3 separate regions of the Mus musculus genome follow, and all the other regions are linked to region 3. Evidence: chromatin contacts called from public Hi-C and HiChIP or PLAC-seq data. All regions are on one chromosome and are shown on one strand. Each heading gives the region's core, a stretch centred on a gene start, on an enhancer-like site or on the middle of the called end of the contact. The rest is flanking DNA. Distances are from core to core; before and after follow the strand shown. Region 1 has its middle 88 kb from the start of 5430403N17Rik. Region 2 has its middle 4.3 kb from the start of Gm35520. Region 3 overlaps Gm39163 (a long non-coding RNA gene).

Region 1 (4,025 bases), core at 933-3,432, 100 kb before region 3:
GTGACTGCTAACAGAAGCGCTGAGTCTGAGTTTCACACTAAAATAACCTAAAGTTGGAACTCCTGCTGATATATAGGAAGGGATACTGACCTTCGAATGGAATGAGGATACCACTGCTCCAGGGTAGGGCTGCAAAGAAGGTTTTTTTATTGCAATTGTGAGGGAGAGTACAGCCAGAGGCATCTGGAAGATTCCAGAGCGGGGGGTGAGAAAGTAGAGGACTAAATATGACTGAACTGGGCCATGGAAATGGGGTGGGGGTGGGGAGAGCAGGAGAGGAAAAGAAGAGAGAGGAGAGGAGAGGAGAGGAGAGGAGAGGAGAGGAGAGGAGAGGAGAGGAGAGGAGAGGAGAGGAGAGAGGGCAAATGGATCAAGACAGCAAAAGAGGGCAGAACCCATAGCTGAATGGTAGGGTTATTCAGGAATCACAAACTAGGGGAAGGGAAGCAAATCTCATGGGCTTGAGAGGTTTAGGATGGGGGATGGGTGAGGAGCCAGGATGCCAGCAAGGACTCTGTAACAGCTACCTGCTGAGAGAACTTAGAGACTAGCATGTGCTTTGCTATGCCAGTAGACACCATAGTTTAGCCATTTGTCCTGGGTTTCCTGACACCCTTGGTTGCAAAAGACATTATAATAAAACATTTTTTTCTTTGTAGCTGAGTACTATCCCTTAGACCAGTGGTTCTCAACCTTCCTAATACTGTGACCCTTTAATATAGTTCCTCATGCTGTGGTGACTCCTCAACCATAAAATTATTTTTGTTGCTCCTCCATAAACGTAATTTTGCTATTGCGACGAATAATAAAGCAAATGTTTTTGGTGATCGAGGTTTGTTGAGAGGTTGTGACCCACAGGCTGAGAACTCTTGCCTTAGACGATCAAGACACTGAAAACATCCAATCCCACCATGCAACAACAGAGGGATGAAATAGGTATTCTAAAGCCAGCGCCCCATGGTAAAGGCGGCTCTCGACACAAGGGGCTGATAACATGGCTGCCCAAGGACAGAAGCTGAGAACCAGGAGTGATCATCCAAAATGCAGGCCATGATCAGACAGGGGAGAAAATCTAGAAGGAGGAGCTAGCAGCAATGGAGTCCACGATGCTAACCTCCAGACTCGGGAAGTACAAAGCTTCACATTGGAATGGTCAGGTGGAGCTCTCGCTCCATATCTCCTCCCTCCCTCCCTCCCTCCCTCCCTCCCTCCCTCCCTCCCTCCCTCCCTCCCTCCCTCCCTCCCTCCCTTTCAGCTCTGAGGGAATTTCACATGGCAGCTAGGTAGTCTGTAACTAAGGTGTGGAGACACACACACACACTGGAGACTAAAATGGAAGTAATAAATCACATATTAGAGTTCTTACTTTAAGGCTTGAGTCTCACACAAATTGATTATAAGATATTCTCTCACTTAGGGGTGAACAGAAAAGCACAACACAGCCCAAAGGAGCATAGAGGTCAAGACAAACCCATGTTAGCCAAGAAAATCGTTATAAACCTGCTTCTGGCATCGTATCCCTCGAATCTTAAGTGTCTAATTGCTGACTGGGTATCAGAAATCAGAGGCAGTCTACCACTTGGCACATTGGAGACACTGATAAATGTTTGAATCAATCAATCAATGATTTGTCCTCCGTGAATCACACACACACACACAAAACTGTTGAAAAATTGATCGTTAAAGAGGAACATAAAATAAGACAAAAGAATTCAAGGATGAGCTGTGTGAATACGTGCAGAAACTGGTTTGTGATTCAGAGAAAACTGTACTGATTTTAAAGTCTTCCTGGAAATTGTTATGTTTTATTGCACAGAGCTATAGTCAGTTCTCCAAGTAGACGGCAGGAGACTTTCAGATGTTAAGCATTCCATTTTTATAAGGCCAGGACAAAGGTGTTGTATGACAGTGGCTCTGTGCACAAGTTTTGAGGGAGCCCCTTCTCAGTCTACCCTCAACTTGCACAAGACCTGGAGAGACTGACAGCCTGGATCCTGACCCAGAAGGCTGATTGATAACCCAGAAGAACCCAAGAGTGGTATCTACCTGCACGAGGAAAACTTTGTCCCAGGTAACCAGGAGCAGATAGAGCCATAACAAAGGCTGCGAACCAGCACAGTAAGGTCAATGAGAGGAACAAAATCTGCTGTCACTTGTAAGAGGTGAGCAAGTGCTTAAGGAATGCAAGGTGCAGCCAGAGAGGGCAGGCCTTGACTCAGAAGGAAGTGGGGAAGCTGAGAGAAAGGGCGGGGAGATGTGCTAGCCTCGGGCAGAGTTGAGACCTGAGGAGTTCGCTGTTTGGGAGTTGATGCCAGGCACACATCATTCGCTTTGGTGGGATGTAATGGCTGAGAAGGAGAGTGGGTAGACTCTGTGGGCCTCAGTTCCCATCTCTGTAAAGTATCGCTAATGTCTTCGTAGCCTAGAGAGGTTACTGTTTGTAGTTTCTCCGGTTCCTTGGCTTCTGTCATTAAGACAGAGGCTGTGGGACTTCCAGGGTTTTTTTTTTGTTTTGGTTTTGTTTTTGATTTTTGTCACTGTAGACTGAACCCAACGACTCCTGAATGCAAGGCTAGCACTCTTCCAATTGAACTGCTGAACTATATCCCTGGAAGAGGAACTTCCTAAATTTTCATCTAATATGGTACGGAAGTCCTGAATCACAGACATAGCACTTGGCTCTCTGTGTGTCTCTCTGTGTCTCTCTGTGTCTGTCTCTTTGTCTCTGTCTGTCTCTATGTGTATGTGTATGTGTATGTGTGTGTGTGTGTGTGTGTGTGTGTGTGTATGTATGAATTTGTGTTTACTCTTTAGCCAAAGTCACCTCCTGACCCAGCAGGTTGGGGTGTGAGAGGCCCTCGCTGCCTCTGGAATATGCACTCTCTTAGTCTCCTTTGCTCTAAATCCCTAAACTACTTCAGCAGAGGGCCTGTCTTTTCCTAGCACTTAAGCACACATAGAACATGATGCAAAGAGAACGCTTACTACACATTTATGGAACAAATGCAGAGGTTCCATATCTAAAAGGAAAGCTACTCAAAGGCCCCACTCAAAGCAGTAAATTTGACGTCCTATCTCCCTGAACAGAACTCCACAGTTAGCTCTCTAAGTTATCATGTTGCTGTGTTGTCTAAGACCAATATCCAGTAAGTATCCTTAGAGGCAAACTCCTTGGTGCCCTTCCATGGGCTGCATCTAAAACCTTTTTCTGGATCATGTTTCATTGATTTCGAACTAAACAAGCACAAGAATCGTGGGCTACCTTCCTTCAGGAGCTATGGCCTTAAACTGAATATGCTCAAACTGAGTATGCTTGAGAACCGGCCTGCCTATTTTACTCTACGTAAAATCCTACGTGTCTGAGAGTTCCCTAACAGCTGTAGGCCATAAGCATCCTTCTCTACCCTTGTTTCTTTGCCATTTTTGTTTGCTTACTTGCTTGTCTTTGCATTGACCACGATGTGATTCCAGTGCATCTAACTACATCCTCAAGAGCTCGAGGCTAAGTTAGCTTCAGAAATCCTGAAGCTTCCAATATCACATTTCCTCTCCATCAAGGTCTCAGCCTTCTTCTCCACCGAACCCTCACTTTCTCGTGCATTGCTCCAAACACCTCCTATTTCATTTGTTCCTTGTATCTCTCCAGTAATGGGTGAGTTCCACAAGGGCAGGAAAGAGTGTAGTTGGGAAAAAGAACTGTTTTAGGATCAAGCCTAGTCTGACTACTTAGCTACTAAACCAAATAGTTCCATGGTGTGTGTAAACAATTGGACTCTGATGGACTGATGCTGCCCTATAGGAGAAGGAGCTGCCCAGCATTCGCTGAGTAGGGAGCACCTTACAACCACCGAGAGAGGCTCTCCAGCCCTCACATGACAGAAGTTCTTTAAAAATGACCCACAGAGAACACCCAAGAGTTCCCCAAGATAGTTTCCAGGGACACTTTTCACAATCAGGTCAACTCTTAAGTGCTCTTTTTCTGTATCAGCTTTTATATTGACGAGCTGGAAGTAATACCAGTAAAA
Region 2 (3,971 bases), core at 793-3,292, 110 kb after region 3:
TGGTGAGAATCCCACCTGAGAACCTGTCACAGCGCTGTTCCTCCTCGGTGACAAGCTTAGTTTGAACGAAGAAAGATCTTGCCTGGAAGAAAAGGCAAGGCGTGGCTCTCTCTGTGCTACTCATGGTTGTGGTGGGACTAGGGGAAAGTAGAAGAGATTCTGCGAAATGTTCTAACCACAAGGGTATCAAAAATAGAATGTTTGCTGTATGTGTGACTTGAAAACCACAGGTTGAAATTTGACGCTCTTAGCTGATAGGTTCCTTTGGGTGGTCTCGTTCCCAGGTTACTTGGAGATTGATCAGCCTCTAAATCCAACTTCCCTCCCAGGTAAGAAGGAAGACATAGGCCACTGAGCGGAAGATCCAGCAGAACCATGGCGGTAGCGTGTTGTACAGAGAGGTGGTAGATATTGGAGTTATGCCTAATCCATTTAAAGGGAAAGTACAGTGGTTTGGGAGGATGGCAGCGAAGGGGAGGCTATGAGTGCTGGCTGGATTGATTTAAGGAAGAGCCAAGTGAGAGCCCAGTGTGGTGTTGCATGCCTTTACAGTGAAAGGCAGGCTGACCTCTGTGGGCTTGATCTACACCGGGAGTTCGAGGTCAGCCAGGTCTACAGAGAAAGACAGAGAGAGGGAGAGAGAGAGAGAGAGGGGGAGAGAGAGAGAGAGAGAGGGAGAGAGAGAGAGAGAGACACAGACTCAGTGACTGGATATGTATTCTGTGAAGACAGAGTTGTTGGGAGTATACTGATGGTAACACAGAGAACCATGGAGACATCCCTGTCCCTGAGAAATATGGGGAACAGAGAAAAATCAGTCTAACAGTCTCGATATACTTGAAGGAATCCTGGCACATTGGAGTAGGAGAGGAACCTCTGAGTCCAGGGCTCTGCACATCTTGATTGATGGACAAAGCCTGCCCTTCCCATGATGCTTCCCTAGCTTAGCCCCACCTCCATACAAGAGTGAGGTCCTGCAGCCTCAGGGACACCTCTGGAGAACTTGGTTCTAGTTAAAGACAGCTAACTATCTTATATTGAGCGTGGAATGCCACTTCAGTCCTGGTCAGATAATTTCTTCTGTTAAACGAGAACATTTAGACCTGTACATGTTAGGTGATATTTAGAGCTTCTTCATCTTCAAATATCTGGAAGCTAAATTGCAAATTAAAAATACAGCCTTGGTCACTTAAATGATTTTGTACCAGAGTTTGAAGCTAGGGCATTACACATGCCAAGTAAATATTCTACCACCGATCTATACCTCCAAACCCATGTTAATCTTTTATTTTGAGGCAGTCTTGTTTGATATGAGTTCACTCTGTAGCCCAGGCAGGCCTTGACCTTGTGATCCTTCCTGCCTCTTGATCTCAAGATGTGTGATGACAGTTCTGTGGCACCAGGTCCAGGTAGAACGTTTTGAAAAGAAAATAGCTTTTGAGTTGTAACATTGTTAGGAAAAATGTTTAAAGTGGGGGGGGGGAGAGGAGGAAAGGGGAAGAGGGAGGGGGAAATGAGGAAGAGGGGGAGAGGGAGGGAGGGAGGGAGAGAGAGAGAAATATGGGGAGGAGGGAGGAAAGGGGAAGAGGGGGAGAGGGAGGGGGAAATGGGGAAGAAGGGGAGAGGGAGGGAGAGAAGAGAGAAGGGAGGGAGGGAGAAAGAGAGAGAGGGGGAGGGAGGAGAGAGGGGGGAGGGAGGGAGAGGGGGAGAGGGAGGGGGAGAGAGAGAGAGAGAGAGAGAGAGAGGCGCGGGTGGTGAGGTGTGTTCACTGTTTAGCCTTGACTGTCCTGTAACTCACTAGTAGACCAGACTGGCTTTGAACTAGGAGATCCACCTGCCTCTGCCTCCTGCCCACATGCTGGAATTAAATATGGGTGCCTCCATGCCCTGCCTTTGCCTGGACTTTTAAATATCTTAATCTCCATCACACACGGGATACACCACATTTCCTTTTCAACCCTGGCAGCAGTCTTTCTCACACTCCCTCGCATACTTGAGTCACCTGTGGGGGTTACAGAGCAGCTCTGACTCAGCAGACCAGGGCAGGGCTGGAGAGTCTCTGGCCCCACCAGGCAGAGTACGCATGCACCAGTCTGCGCCCACGCTCCTGCAGCCTGCTCGCTCTGCAGTGTCAGTAGACCTCTGGTGGCCACATTCGAAATGTGCATTGTTACACTCGATTTTTTTTTCTTTTTTCTTCTGAAAATATTAAATGCTATGTCTCCCCAAAGCCAGCAACTCTACCAGTCTTGTTATTGGCAAAGCAAACAGGGTTTGTTGATTTGAACTCTAACTACCACAGTATTGAAACAGCCAATGTAACATTAGTTTGGACTCTTGATTTAGGTTTTGGTGTCACTCCAGAGAGGCCACATAGCCAGTTAGTGATCATCAAAGAAGGGGCACGCTTAGTCTACATAAATATTAAAGTGAATGTACTTTCTATAAAAGAATACAGGAAAGCAGTCCAGTAGAAGGCTTTATGTGGAGTAATGAATGACTTAAAAGGGCCTTCTTTATTAGTATTGAAAAAGAAAACCTCAGTCTTTTAATTTGACTCACCTTCTCCTGCCAGGGGTTGCCTTAAGTTGTATTTCTTATTAGGTGTTCTCTAATTTAGCCCTTCTATGAAGCAGACTAACCTGCTCTTTAATTAGAAAAATCGAGAGCAGTTTTATAGTAATTTTAAATTTCTGGGTTTTTTTTTTTTTTGGCTAATTTCCATCTATGCTACTGAAACAGAAAACAGAAACGCTGTCCACAGTTCAGATGAGATGTGTCTATCAGCATCCGAGAGACTCCGTTTTAAGAAACACTGCATTTTTTTCCTGTTTTTCTTCTAGCTGCAAACATTTTTTTTTTAATTTCGAATGTCAATAGACATATTTCCTGGTCCTGCCATGTACTTAGATAAATGTTCCAGAAGCCAACTCAGTTTTTTTTTTCCCAAATAACCAGAAAATGACTATCACTCTAGAGTGGGAACATCTGGCCCAAGAATGTTCACGATCTCTTAGCCCCAGGGCAATCCAACTGAAAACTTGTAAATTAACATCAATCTTAACTTGACTTTGATGGAAACTTCTCGTTTTATGCTTGAGCCGACTCAGCAGAACACAGTCCCCTGCAGATGCCGGGCATCAGTGCATTTGCTCATAGAAACTTCCTTGAGTGGAGAAATGTCCAGTGCTCTTGCGTAGGGCACATCAAGTGAGATCCCAGGGTGCTTTGCGATTTTTGCTGACTTTTCATAATCTTAGTAAAGTGTGTTGCTAAGGTTTCAAAGACGGGTGCTAAAATGAGTTTTCTTTTTTAAATTAATTTATTGATTTGTTTATTTACATTCCACACACTGCCCTTCTCCCAGCCCCCCAGAGTCCCTCCCTCTATCCCACCTCCCCTTTGCCTCTGAGATGGTGCCCCCCCCCATATCTCCCTACTCTGATGCATCAAATCCCTGCAGGATTAGGCACATCCTCTCCCATGAGGCCAGACAAGGCAGCCCTCTGCTACGTATGTGCCTGGGGCTTTGGTCCAGCCAGCCCTTGTATGCTCTTTGGTGGATGGCTCAGTTAGAAGTTTTATATGCTTATTTAAAACTCCTTTTCAGCCTTATAAAATAACCTGGCACTTATGAGAACTGTCTGTACAGTCCAATTCAAATGTTTCTGGTTGGAATTACAGTAGGAAAGGTTTTTCTTAGCACAGGTTTAATGAGATACATAATAAATGGTTAGGTATAGCTATTTCTACATCCATAGAGTCTATAAAGTCACACATGCCTTTATATGAATCTGTGAATCAGGGATCTGCCTGTGGTCGGTGGATTTAACCAGACTTTACCTGGGAAGAAACCCTGAAGCCACTAGTTTATCCACACTAAGCCTTTCATTGTATAGCAAAATGTCTGCAGGACGGGCTACTGTGCCTACAGGCAGGGTTTGCTTAATGTTTGACTTTTTCATTACAAT
Region 3 (3,911 bases), core at 252-2,751:
GTTAGAACAGTTTGAGCCACAAAGAAGAATCAGCATATGGCCTGGTAAAATAAGTGTCTATGCCAACATGAAATATTGAATAGAGCAGGCTCCGGATCCCACTCCAGGCAATATGTGACACCTTATTGTCACGTGTTCCTAAGCCCCTGTGTGGTGACTTTGGCAGTTTAGAAGATGAGGAATGTACCTGTTTTCTGGAACGTACCTCAATTGGAATTCATTTTCCCTACTTTTCCTTGACTCCACACGGGTTTCAGGTTTTGAGGTAGAAGAACACAGAGTAAGAGGAACGAGGTAAGGAAGAAATATTTGCACACGAGGGGAAATCAAATACTCAAAGTGCATCATGTCCCTGATGGAGGTGAGACCAATACTTGTTGAGTATAGGTTGTACAGGGTAACTAACTTCTCCCAGAGAGTATGTGCAAAGGGAGAGGAAAGTGACTGCTTGCTAAAGCAAACAAAACGCTCCCTCAGAGATCACAGCCAACAACAGTCAACAGTCACAATAAGAACAGATCCAGTGGGTTCAATTCAGCCAGACTCTTGCTTGCTCCTCAAACCTATGTGGGGTCATGAGAGAAGGGGGATGAATTCCACTTAAGCTACATTCTACAAGACAGGTGACTACACCTCATCTCATAAACGGTCAAAGTCATCAACCAAGGTGCTTAAGAACATCTGATAGCTGTCACATATTGCCTGGAACGGGGCCCAAAACCAGAATAAAGCGGGGGGGGGGGAGACCAATTACTTAAGAACTAAGGAAATATACATAAATACACTGTAGACTTGTATTCTTTATACTGCGTTAATATTGATGTATGAATTATAGCAAACAGACCATAGTAACATGGGACACTAGATTCAGGGAATGTAGGGGTTTTCTAAATTATACTTACATTTTCCCCCCTTTATAAATCTGCCAGCTTGACACCAAGGAGGCAGGCCTCAGGCACACCTGTGAGGTATTATTGACCTTAAGGTTAACTTCTGGGAATGTATGTGAAGAATGGTCTTGATCTCCTTAATTAAAGTGGAAAGCCCACTCTAATTGTGGGTGGTGCCATTCCCTAGGCAGAGGACCCTGGGCTGGACATCAGTAGAGGAAGAACTGTAAAAACAGTAAGCAAGAACTCGCATGCAATAATTCAGTGGAAGGCTAGAATGTGACTTCTCTCATGCTCCTGCCACTCTGCAATGGTGGACTTTAATTTGGAACTGGGAGCCAACTAAACCTTTAAGTTGCTTTTGTCCAGAGTATTTCATCACAGCAACAGAAAAATCCAAAACTGGTCCAAAATGTAAAGTTTTATTTACTTATTTTTTCCATAATGTAACCACATACGTGTGAATCCTTAGAGAAATGGGTTTGAAGGCAGTCTGGGTGGCTGGTGACTGTCTGCACTCAGGAGCTCTTTGGTGGCAAGGCTTGTGGCTCATGGAACACAATGTTAAACTCTGAACCTCAGCCGAGATAACGCCAAGAGAAGCTCAAAGATTTATGATCTTGTTGTTTAAGGAGTGGAAGAAGAAGGAAGGCTTGGGGAGTCCGTTAATGATTAACCCACGTGTTTGCTTTGTTCCAGTTACAAAGGAGAAAAAGAAAAGCCCGTCATTTACAAAGAATTAAATCAACCACTTATCGGTAAGACTGACTAAAGTATTTTGTTTTTATAAAATATAAATATGATAAGTAAGGAGTCTTTATTTCAATAATAGTTCTTTGTTGACTTTTAAAATCTTTTAGAAGTTTACGGAGACTGTGTAGTCACTCAAGAAACAGATTTTAGTAGCCCCTTTATTTTATGTTCTCTTCTCTGCATAGCTAATATTATAGGCCATTCTTAGTAATGAAAACTTACCCATTTAGTTTATATTTATGACTTGCAATCCCATTGTATTACACTCATTTTTCTTTGCATAAGGCCCATATAGCACCTGTTAAATTATAAATTGTATTTTGATCCTAAGTAAATCTTTCTTGGCTATAAATATTTTATTCTCCTATTAAATGTTAATGTTTTGTTTTATCAGACTACATACAAGTTCTATCTCCCCCAGTGTCTTTGTAGATGTGATAAGTGAACTTTTGCTTTCATTCTCCATTCTTCATGCCTCTCTCTCTTTTCTTTCCAAAGTACTTGGTGGGCATCTTCTCTGGTGGGCATTTAGGGAAACCAACATAAATGACAGCAGATATCAGCAGCAGAATGTGTAAGAGAAGCAGGTGAGAGGGAGGGTAACCCAATGTCACTGTATGAGGATGTGGCTAGAGACTTCGGAGGATGCTCATGAGGAAATACTGAACCTATGGATGCTTTTAAGGTGGAGGTGCCTCTCTGTGCTGCTTTTCCATGCTCAAAACTTGATCATCATTTCCAGAAGACTCCCTGTGTGTCTTGAAATGAATCTGGAAGTTGATACCTTCGATCAGCTTTCAGAGGTGTCAAGTGTAATGGACTCAACCAAACTGCCTTATAATGACCTGACCTCTTTTTTAGCAACACCCTCTACAAATACAAAATGAGGCATTTGTATTAGTAGTACAAATTGGAGTCCTTGAAAGAGCTCTCTCCTGATCAAACCCATTGAGCAGAAGGGATTTGTAGAGGTAACAATAATGATACATTGCTTTCTACAATATTTAGTCAAATATTTGAGTGGAAACCAAGTGTTAAGAAAGTTACTGAGTTCTTCTTTTTTTGTTTTTTGTTTTGTTTTGTTTTCCATTTGGTCCTTGGGAATTTGACTAGAGGGGGTCTGGTTCTGTTTGTTTTTGTTTTTGTTTTTTTTTTTCGTCAACTCAAAGTTATAAATAGTTAACAAACCATAATCTGAGAGTGATTAAGCTGATCTCCATGGCTGTCTTGAAAAAAGAATGTCCCCTTTGTAATCTACAAGGGGTCAAAGTAGAATCCTGTCAGAGGTCTTAGCGTCATGCTTTTGCTCCAAAATGTGCTGAATGCCAGGAAGTTGTGTCATGTTACTGTGTGAGACAGTGTCTATTTCAATACACAGAACTACAGTATATAGAATAAGCAAGATCCACCAGCAAATTTCAACAGTGACATTGGACTCTGAGCATTCATTATTTCAGCTCAGTCTACCAGCACTTAGCAGAGTGCTTTTTAAGATTTCTGTTAAGTATGAATGTTATTTAAAATCTGATTTTACGCAGGTGGCACTGTAGCTCTATCAGCATTAGTGGGAGAAAAAGTTATTTACACACAGACTCAACATGCTCACTGCTCTTTATACTGTACTTAAGTTACACCCCAAAATAGAGTTTATTAATGCTGAGTGTTCATAAAAACGCTAATGAGACCATCAGGATGACATCTAAATTCTCCTACATGAAAAGTAACAATGTCTGGAAGGGAAGGGAGGGAAGGTTGCAGGGTGCTTAGCATATGACCTGGCTTCAGTGTGCTGTAGATGAGTCCAGGTATGGCTGTGGTGTTTTCACAGCTGTTTCATTAAACATGGAAAGTCCTGATGGTGGGTCTTAGACCTAAATGGCTTCCCTGCCAGAAGAGAATGCTCTATTCCAGTCTAAATCAAGGAGCTGGCGCTGCCCTTGTTACACCAACTATTCCAGGCATCTGGGATTCACAGAGAGTGCTCCCTCACACACAGGGCTGGGTCTCATTCATCTCCCCCAACACTATCTGCACTTTGGCGGTGGGCCATAGACTGAGGCAGAAATCCCACCTAGTAAAAGGCTATCCAAAAGCAGCTGCTGAGAAGCTGCCTAAGACCCCTCTGCTGCCTGCCTTCTGGAACTTTCTGCCCCTCCCTTGCTTTTCTTCTTTACTTTCTTGGGAATAGCCATTATTAACTCTTAAAGTCCTCATAAGGTCCAGCCAGGAAATAGCTCTTGTACCAGGATAGCTTAGACAATGTGTGTT

Evidence for each region. A called contact is a pair of places that touch in the nucleus more often than the background predicts. HiChIP or PLAC-seq counts read pairs in DNA pulled down with a chosen protein or histone mark.
Region 1: a contact with region 3 is called in a Hi-C map of pancreatic cancer cells, with 1.9 times the contacts expected there. The contact joins two enhancer-like sites. A contact is called at or near these places in 1 of 39 promoter capture datasets (stem cell-derived epiblast-like cells) and 3 of 484 Hi-C or Micro-C datasets (cerebellum, nephron progenitors and pancreatic cancer cells).
Region 2: a contact with region 3 is called in an HNF4G HiChIP or PLAC-seq map of pancreatic cancer cells. The contact joins two enhancer-like sites. A contact is called at or near these places in 2 of 15 datasets of contacts at CTCF or cohesin (CD8 T cells and large pre-B cells), 6 of 484 Hi-C or Micro-C datasets (CD8 T cells, embryonic stem cells, germinal center B cells and 2 more) and 3 of 115 datasets of contacts at active chromatin or transcription factors (CD8 T cells, effector CD8 T cells and pancreatic cancer cells).

Annotation. Positions count from the first base shown.
Region 1 is chr8:35,969,074-35,973,098 of GRCm38.p6, forward strand. No RefSeq gene overlaps it. Among named protein-coding and RNA genes, the nearest start is that of 5430403N17Rik, 88 kb to the left of the region's middle. Within about 2 kb of position 2,183, at least 32 of the 459 cell types and tissues checked have an H3K27ac peak or open chromatin away from gene starts, as enhancers often do. A contact at or near this core is called in pancreatic cancer cells, where this site is marked.
Region 2 is chr8:36,182,234-36,186,204 of GRCm38.p6, forward strand. No RefSeq gene overlaps it. Among named protein-coding and RNA genes, the nearest start is that of Gm35520, 4.3 kb to the right of the region's middle. Within about 2 kb of position 2,043, at least 188 of the 459 cell types and tissues checked have an H3K27ac peak or open chromatin away from gene starts, as enhancers often do. A contact at or near this core is called in pancreatic cancer cells, where this site is marked.
Region 3 is chr8:36,071,955-36,075,865 of GRCm38.p6, forward strand. Gm39163 (a long non-coding RNA gene) reads left to right here. Exons shown (of 3, transcript XR_870358.2): 3 at 1,590-1,653. Among named protein-coding and RNA genes, the nearest start is that of Gm39163, 7.6 kb to the left of the region's middle. Within about 2 kb of position 1,502, at least 22 of the 459 cell types and tissues checked have an H3K27ac peak or open chromatin away from gene starts, as enhancers often do. A contact at or near this core is called in pancreatic cancer cells, where this site is marked.